2 separate regions of the Anas platyrhynchos genome follow, and region 1 is linked to region 2. Evidence: chromatin contacts called from public Hi-C data. All regions are on one chromosome and are shown on one strand. The core of a region is the stretch at or near the end of the contact, and the rest is flanking DNA. Distances in the headings are between cores, read along the strand shown.

Region 1 (4,421 bases), core at 1,557-4,056, 38 kb before region 2:
CTGACCTGTCAACATGAGCTTACATGAGCTATTCTTGTATTCAGTGAAAAAGAGCCACCATTTTAAGTTTCCAAATTGTATTTTCCAATAAATTGGCATGGGATAATTAGTTTCCGAAAGCAATTGTGCTACTAAAATGGGTGCTGGCTTATCTTATTCAGTATTTATCCCATATCCAACCCAGGTCTTTTCTTTTACTGTAGTTGCAGAAGTAAAGGTTAAAATTTTACCTTGATATTAGTATTCATTTTTAGGCTGAAACTTATGGAGTCCTCAGTGTAGCCCTCAACACGTATGACAGGCGGAGGAATGACTGGAAGGAAAGGGAGAAACGGCTGTTACTGCAACCCCAAAAAAACAAACATGTAGGGAGAGGACAGGCAAAATGCAGACTTTCATTATGACAGTCACCAACCAGACCCAGAACATCCCCATCTCTCCATACTACAAAGAATCCTGCATTTTCAGTAGCACGGTATTTTCTTTCCTTTCTTTGTCAACATAGCAAGGGTGCACTTTTATCTCACAAATTAGATAGCAGACAATTTTGACATCAGAATATAGGCTTGGAAAAAAAAAACTTGCCAGGAGTACAAACAATTTCAAAAGGCTTATCAAAAAACATTTCAGAGGGAAATGATTTATCGTGTTGGTTGGATTTATCTACTGTCAGCCTGCAACGATGTGATCGTTTCTGGGAACCTCCGTGGTTTTTTAGCGGTCTGACACAAAATGCAGCAACCATCATAGTGATAAGCTAAGAGGGAGAAGAATGAGCAAGCAGCCTTTCAACTAATGGTATTGAAGGAATTGCTGGTAATGTAACGTGCTTATCCAAAGGTAGAATCTAGCCTACACAAGTCAGTGGCAATCCATCTGCAGTCCAGGAGAGAGGGACTTGCATCCTGCATGCCACTGAGTTCAGAGGAAGAGTCAACAACCTGTTCAGACTTGCCACTGAACTCTGAGGTGGCCCCAGTTAAGTGAGCAGGTACAGCAAAGTTGTTAAAAAATGCCAGATGCTCAATAGGGAAAAGTAAAGAAAGAGGAGGCGGTTATGTGCGCTGATACTAACACTTTGGGCTTACATTCAGTATTTTTGCTGCGTTGACCAAGTTGGTTGAAGCCAAAACAGCATTTACCTTTGCCTTTGATGGTGGTTATGGATTTGGAATCGCTCCAGTTTCCCACTCCTCGACTAGTCACTGCAGCAACCTTTGCAAATAAGACGGTTAGTTAATATGAACGAATGTATGCCACCAACGCTGCATAATGCAAACAGAGAGCGAGGTTAGAGCAAGGGTATGGACATGGTGGAGCTCATGGGAAAAGGACATTGAAGCAAGCAATAATTTAATTACTTGGCAATAAAATGCTTATTACAGAGATAAAGCAGACTACTTTAAGTCAATTAAAAGAATCTAAGAGGAGGGAGGTGCATCCTCTCTGCAGATAACCGCTCTCTGATGAGATCTTTATAAAAAAGTCTATAAAGATAAGGAGCCTTGGAATCGATCAGCCCTGGTGTAGGTAAGATTCGTGCCTGCAGAGCCCATGCGAAAACTGAATCCAGTTCCAAAGATTTATTTGGAAACAAGGTAGTATGGGAAGGAAAGACATGGAAGGAAAGACTCACTTCAGCTGACCCAGAGAAAAACATTAATGCATGGGGGGTTATCCCAGCTCCCAGTGAGCTCCCACAAGTACCCGTGCTCAGCCTGCTCATGGAGGATGGACAGGGGCAGAGTACACTTTTCCCAAGGTTGGCTGTGCAGATTTTCATTTCCTCTCCTTATTAGTTCTGCCTATAATTACCCAGCTTCTCCCATGTGCACGCCTTCCCCACATGCATATCTGCTTCTTTTCCTGGCAATAGTCAGGACCAAATTTATCTCCGCCCCAGATCTGGTGCAGTTGCAGTGAGCTTGGAATGGGCAGCACAGATTTCATAACACAGCCTGGCCTCCTGGGAGGAGGAGCAAATCAAGGGCCATAATTCGGGGCTTAAAACTATACACATTGCTGGCACAAATGCCAGGCCCCTGCTGAGGGCTGACATTAAAGGGCAGAATTTTAACTGCACACTTTTTTAGCAATTAGTTGACTATGTGGGACTTGGACTGCCTAGCAAAGAGTAACAAGCTCCTGCAGAGTGCTCCTGCAGACAGAGCTCTGAAAATACTCACTCGAACCGTGTATAACGCGTTGACCTGCAAGTTCTTGATCTCAGTGTAGTTCTTGGTGGTTCTGAGGGAGGACCACTCCTTGGATCCACTCCGGCTGTATTCCACCTAGGAGGACCAAAACAAGGGGTAAGGGCTCCATGGTCAGCAGTCGCACAGGGCCACAGGTCTTTCTATTACGCAACCATAGGAAGGAAGCCAGAAACAAAACCATGGACTGAAAACCATGGACTGAAACAAAACCTGAGGACTGTGTTGCTACCTACAGCCCTGCACCATTTCTTCATTTCCTCTCCCATCTTGCCCAGCATTCTCAGTGGATTTCCACTTCAAATTGAAAAATAAAAATCATGGTGCGGGACTCACAATAAATTCCCGTATGAGGCCATGGGCATTCACAGGAGGGCTCCAGCAGCCTGTCACCACCCCCTCGGCTTCTTTTTTTAGGGACAGCTGAAGGTTAAAAGGGGCATCTGGTACTGGGGAGAGAAACAAAAATGTTAGTGACGGTCACAGGCGGTGTGTCCAGTTCTTCTGGGGAACAGCAGGAGGTGATCAGGGTCTCCTAGAAAGGGAGAGGGCAGACGTTATCTCCTGCAGTTGTGTCCCAAGGCCTGATCAACCCTTTCGTAATCTGACCTCCAGCTTGAACCGAGAGGAGCCAGGCAGGTCTGCTTACATCCTTCGGGTGCCCGCAGGGTGATGAAGTCGTTGGTGTTGTAGACTCTGCTGAGGCACTGCACCTGGACCTTCACCTGGTAGGTGCAGTCAGGCTTGAGGACCTTCAAAACGCTGTTGGTTTTGTTGCTGTGGGTTTCCAAAACCTTCCAGATGCTCTCACCAACAGTCCTGCACAAGAGTCAGACCCCTGCAGTCAGGAATACGTTCAGGAACACAGGGGCACACAGCTTGCCCCAAAGGATGAAATCATTTTTTCTGTGTTTTAAGGGCTTGCTGCTTGGTTTTCTGCTCAGTAAAGCCACGGCACCAGCTTGAAAAGCTGCTGTTTCAAAGCTTGAACCAAACATAGCTCGGCGCCTCCTAAGCACCGTCCTCTGAGGTTTGCTATAACCGCTGTGCTCTAATTTCTTGACTTTGTTCTCATTGTTAGCAGCCCCACAAAGACGAGACCCAAGCAGAAACAGAAAACCCAATATACCCACATTTCTGTCCGAGTAAACAATTTGAAGGAAACAAAGACAGCTTTTCACAAATGTCCCCTAGTTGCTGCTATTTTGGGTCTGCTTTGCAACGAAGCATTAGAAGATTTTCCAAACAGAAATAGACTGCAAAGCTCCATCCTCTGGGGCTCGATTTGGTACGGTGCTTTGCTGCAAATACGTGTGTGCTGCTACCTCTGCTCATGTTTCTCCTGTCCTTTCCTTGCCACAACCACCCATGGTTCAGGCAGTAAGTGGTGTACCTGTAATACACGTTGTAGACACAGGAGGTCGAGGACATCCTCTTTGGCCGAGCCCATGTCAGAGTGACAGCGCCGGAGAAATCGGCCGTCCACTGCAGGTTCTGGACTTTGTACACGATCGTGTCGTCTGGGGGAGCAAGAGGGGGAGTCAGTCTGCTGGTGGAAACAAGCCCTTTGCCAGGAACAGAAACGGGAGGTAGAAACAGTGAAGTGACTGAGGGGAGTGTTTGCACCATGCAAATTGGATGTGTAATTTAGGTGGGGAAGGGTGGGCAGTGCAGAGCAGGAATGTCACTTTTCTGCTTGTGCAATGGATCTGTGCTGTCACCGTGAGCCACCCGGGGCCCCTCTGTGGGGCTGCCCATGTCCCATCTCATGTTCAGTGGAAGGACCAAAGTTGAGGCTGGGAATCTGGACAGCAATGTGTTGGGGCAAGGAGAGAGCCTGGCTGGATGAAGTTTCCAAAGGAAAACAGATGGTTTTCCCTGGGTGTAGACTCCGCATGAATCTCCGCAGTGCCTCCCCCCTGCACCAACCAGCCTCTCCCAATCAATATTTAATTAAAGAACTAAAACCTTACTGATGCTTGAGGCCCCGAGCAGGTCGGTAGGACTGTGGTGCACCTCGTAGCTGGGCAGAGACAGTGATCGATGACGATTCTCTGCCCGGGGCCAGCTGCAGCACACATCCCCCCATCCCCACGGTGCCAAGAGAGGTGGTGGTGACGATGGAAAATGGCTGGGAAATGGGGTTTGCAGGAGAAAGGGGAGCGGGCGGCAGCTTACCCGTACAGTTCCTCTCGTCGCTGCCATCTG
Region 2 (4,045 bases), core at 217-2,716:
GGGGTTTGGACATGGGGGAGCCAGAGAACAGAGGCAGGGACAGCATCACGGGTCTGGGGGCTGTTGGACAGGCCAGACTGCGTGCAGAGCCATCGCCACGTCCTTTGGGTGCTGGGCATCAAGGAGCACATGTCACATCACCATGCGGCCACTCTGCCCTGTTTGGCCACTCGGACACTGGAACGAGCTGCCCAGCGAGGCGCTTGGGGTCCTGTGCCCATCGGTGTCCGAGAGGCATTTGGATAAAGCCCTTAATAAAATGCTGGAACTTTTGGTTAGCCTTGATGCAGTCGGGCAGTTGGGATGGGACCATCATTGTAGGTCCCTTCCAGCCGTCCTATCCCTGTCCCTATCCCTATCCCTATCCCTATCCCTATCCCTATCCCTATCCCTATCCCTATCCCTATCCCTATCCCTATCCCTATCCCATTCTGTTCTGTACTGGGTGGGCACGAGGGGCACCGTCTGCAGGACACCAGGGTCCCGCAGGGGACCCTGGAGGGGGCCGGCTGGGTTTTGGGAAGCCGGGAACCCACCTCTAGGAACATGGGGTGCTTCTGGAGCTCGTGGTCAAAGATGAAGTAGTAGCTGAGGGTGCCGAAGAGCAGGTAGAGGGTGAGCGCCCCGAGGTTGGTGATGACGAAGAGGCTGAGGAGCTGCCGGCAGGGCTCCTCCTCGGGCCAGCCGGCGGGGTACACGTAGGGGGTCAGGAGGTGGCGGTCGGCGGCCTCCAGCACCAGGTCCATGGTCGCTGCTGGGGGACGGGGATGGGGACATGCAGGGGGGCAGCGGCAGGGCGGGAGCTGCACCCTCAGGGGTCCCCCCAGATCCCCATGAATCCCCCCAGGGCCCCCCAGGTTAACCACAGGGCCAGATTCCTCCAGCTCCCCAGAGATGCCCCCTGGATCCCCATGGGTCCCCTCGGATCCTACCCGGGGTCCCCAGGGGTCTCCCCCATGGATCCCCCCAGATCCCCATGGGTCCCCCACAGCTCCCCCCTACAGATTACCCCGGACCCCCCCCCACATCCCCCACGGCCTGAATCCCCACGGTTCCACCCCGCTTCCCCCTGGCTCCCCATAAATCCCTCCAATTCCCCCATGACCCCCCTGATTCCCCCATGGACCCCCATGTAGCCCCCCGGACCCCCCCAAATCCCCCTGAATCCCCCCGGATCCCCCCAAAATCCCCCTGGACACCCCCGATTCCCCCTCCCCCGGCTCCTCCCGGTTTCCCCCCGGTCCCCCCGGCCCCGATCGCGTTGACCCTTTAGTGCCGAGCCCCCCCGTGCCCCCCATGCCCCCCGTATCCCCCCATATCCCCCCCGTGCCCCCCGCTACCTGCCGGCAGCCCCGAGCGCGGCGCGGGGCGGGGCGGGGCAGCGCCGCCCGGTAGCGCCACGTGACGTCACTCGCGCCACCACCGCCGGTGACGTCACGAGGGGGCGTGGCGCGGGAAAACGGCCCCGCCTGGCGGGCGCGGGAAAAACAGGGCGGGGGTGGCCGCGGGTCCCCGTGTCCCCATGTGTGTCCCCCGTGGGGTTTTTACCCCGTTTCGATTCGGGCTCGAATCAGCTGATTTTCTATAAACCCTTTTTTTTTTTTTTTTTTTTTTTTTTTTTTTATGTAAATCCGCGCTGTTTTGGTGCATCCCGCCTGGTGCTCAGCGGTTTTATGACCCACGGGAGCCCGGGCATGCCCAGGGGAAGGGTCTGCCCCCGAGCTGGGGGCGTTTGCACCCCAGGAGGGTTTGTTTCAGGACTATGCCAGCCCCCCCAGGTGGGTTTTTTAGCATTATAACTGCCCACCCGCCTTCCCTCTGTCCCGCTTTGCACACCAGCACTGCTAGGGCTGTGCTCTTATCCCCAGCTCACGGACAGAGACCGACCCTAATACCAGCCCCGTGGTCCCAGCGTGGGACGTGTGGGCCTTTGGGAATCGCTGCACCCACCGCAGGCGGGCTTTCTTTTCCAGCTTTCTGGCTCTGTCCTTCTCTCTGCCTCTTCATTCTCGCTTTCTGCCTCTTTCCTGAGGTCTGCTTCCCTTTGTGTCTGCCCATCTGTCTCGTTATTTCTGCTTCTCCCTCTCCTGCTGTGCTGCTTTCTCCCTCCCCGTCTTTTTTGGGTGCCCTTCCACTGCTCTCTCGTGCCTGTTCGCCTCTGTCTCCTGCTCCCTCGTTGCTTTTCTCCCTGGCTTTCTTCCTCTCCCTGTGTGTTTGCCTGCCTGGGTGGTATGACCACACTGCCCACCTCTCCCCAAAAGGCCCAGTCCTCCCCCCATGGGGTCCCCAGACCCCTCGTGGCCTCGTCCCCACTCAGCTATGCCACATAGGACCACACCGCTTACGAAGGAGTACAACACTTTTTATTCTCACGCAGCCGTGTCACAAAACACAAACACAAGACAAGTCCCCCACAGAAACAGCCCCCACCCTGCGCCAGCCGGCCCCCCGAGCCCACCACCTGCCTGGTGCCGTCCTGGGTGGGCAGCCCCCGACCTTGCTGCCTCCCCTCAAAAGACACCGTGACGGCTCTGACCACGACGAGAGGACTTGGCTCCAGCCCTCTTTTCTCAGGCTCACCCCCGTGGCCTCTCCCCACGCATCAGGACAGGCCACCACGTACATCTGGGTTCCCCAAAACCCCAGGAACACACTTGGCTCTCCACCATGCACCCTGATGGCTCCCCTCTCGGGAGAGCCACCAGGTGCCGTGCTCCTGAGGTGTGCTGATGTCCTCTGATCCAAACGTGCTCCTCTGGTCCATCACCTGCACCAAAACACCTACCTCTGGCTGGATCCGAGTGCTTCACCGATGCGTCCTGCTCCCTGGGGAGCCCCTCTGAGGGCAAGGACACATGCAAGTGCATGCGTCTGAGCCCATCCTGCTCCACTAACAGGGGTGCTGGGGATGGGGTGCTACAAAAGAGAGCCTGGGAAAAGCTGCAAAGGAAAAACCAAGTCCCACATCCATCCTGACACGCATCCAGCTCTGCCATCACGGTGCCTCCGATGCCCATCCAGGTGCTCATCCGTCCACTCTCCAGGTCGAGTCCCTCTCCTGCCAGGCCGGTGGCAGGCTCGCTGCTGGGGGTGCTGGCTCCTACCCTACAGAGACTCAGGCTGACGCGAGAACAGTACTTGGCCGGGCAGCGGAGCCACACCTACGAGGTCAGGTCCCGCGGAGCCACGCACAGCCACAGCCACAGCTGTGCCACCACCACAAGGCTCGCTCGGGCTCGGACATCCCCCGAAGAGCTGGAGGCTGTTAAGACAAGAAGGAGACTGTGAGCTTGGAGACTTGCACAGACACAGCACACATCCCCTGAGATGATTTTGCCAAATTGACCCTCTGGATGCTCCACCTCTTAGCCAAGAGGCCACCGCCAGCACACGTCACCACTGACCTTGATGCTCTAGCCACAGCCCGAGCCTCATCCCTGTCCTGCTATGAAATGCCACCTTCCCCACACTGCTGCTCTGTCTCAGAGCAGACCCCCCCACCCATCTCACCCCAGACCCTCAGGACTTGCCCCTGCAGCTCTTGCCGTCCCCTTGCAGTGTCCCCGTCACGCAGCTGCACAGCGGCCCGTCCGCTCGGCTCGTGCAGATCTGCTCGCAGCCGCCGTTGTCCTCGCACCAGTCTGATCCTGGGGGCAAAAACACGTGGAATCGGGTGGGGACGATGCTGCTGGACCCCAAGCAGCCCCCGCTTTGGCCACTCGGACCCCCATTCCCTCCTGCAGCGAGAAGTCCTACCGGGGTTTTCGCTCTCCCCTGGGACACTGCCATCACCTCATGCCACAGAGGTCCCGGTGGGAGGCGGACACCCCCACGCTGTGCCCTTCCCCTGGCCACATGCACTTACGCTTCCTCCGAATGGGTCCCACCGAGAGGATCTGCTCGTGGGCCTCCTGGGCGAAGGCGCTGGCTGACCGCCGGTGCTGGGGGCAGTTCTGGGCAGGGACAGGGGGTACATCCATCACTCTCAGCCCCTTTCCGAGCCCCCTCTGACCAACCCAGGTCCCAAAAAGACACCCAATGCAGC

Evidence for each region. A called contact is a pair of places that touch in the nucleus more often than the background predicts.
Region 1: a contact with region 2 is called in a Hi-C map of liver, with 2.5 times the contacts expected there. The contact joins the enhancer-like site here to the promoter of SC5D in region 2. A contact is called at or near these places in 2 of 8 Hi-C or Micro-C datasets (liver and skeletal muscle).

The regions. Positions count from the first base shown.
Region 1 is chr25:7,135,391-7,139,811 of IASCAAS_PekinDuck_T2T, reverse strand. SORL1 (sortilin related receptor 1) reads right to left here. Exons shown (of 48, transcript XM_038167690.2): 33 at 4,392-4,421; 34 at 3,607-3,733; 35 at 2,863-3,032; 36 at 2,550-2,662; 37 at 2,187-2,291; 38 at 1,143-1,215; 39 at 231-313; 40 at 1-5. All of the region lies in intron 16 of LOC110353382 (a long non-coding RNA gene), which reads left to right. Among named protein-coding and RNA genes, the nearest start is that of SORL1, 30 kb to the right of the region's middle. Within about 2 kb of position 2,806, at least 1 of the 8 cell types and tissues checked has an H3K27ac peak or open chromatin away from gene starts, as enhancers often do.
Region 2 is chr25:7,096,756-7,100,800 of IASCAAS_PekinDuck_T2T, reverse strand. SC5D (sterol-C5-desaturase) reads right to left here and starts at 1,466. Exons shown (of 5, transcript XM_038167673.1): 1 at 1,341-1,466; 2 at 537-754. The coding sequence starts at 746. It overlaps TECTA (tectorin alpha), which reads right to left. Exons shown (of 23, transcript XM_027444324.3): 21 at 3,866-3,953; 22 at 3,531-3,647; 23 at 1,621-3,262. The coding sequence ends at 3,162.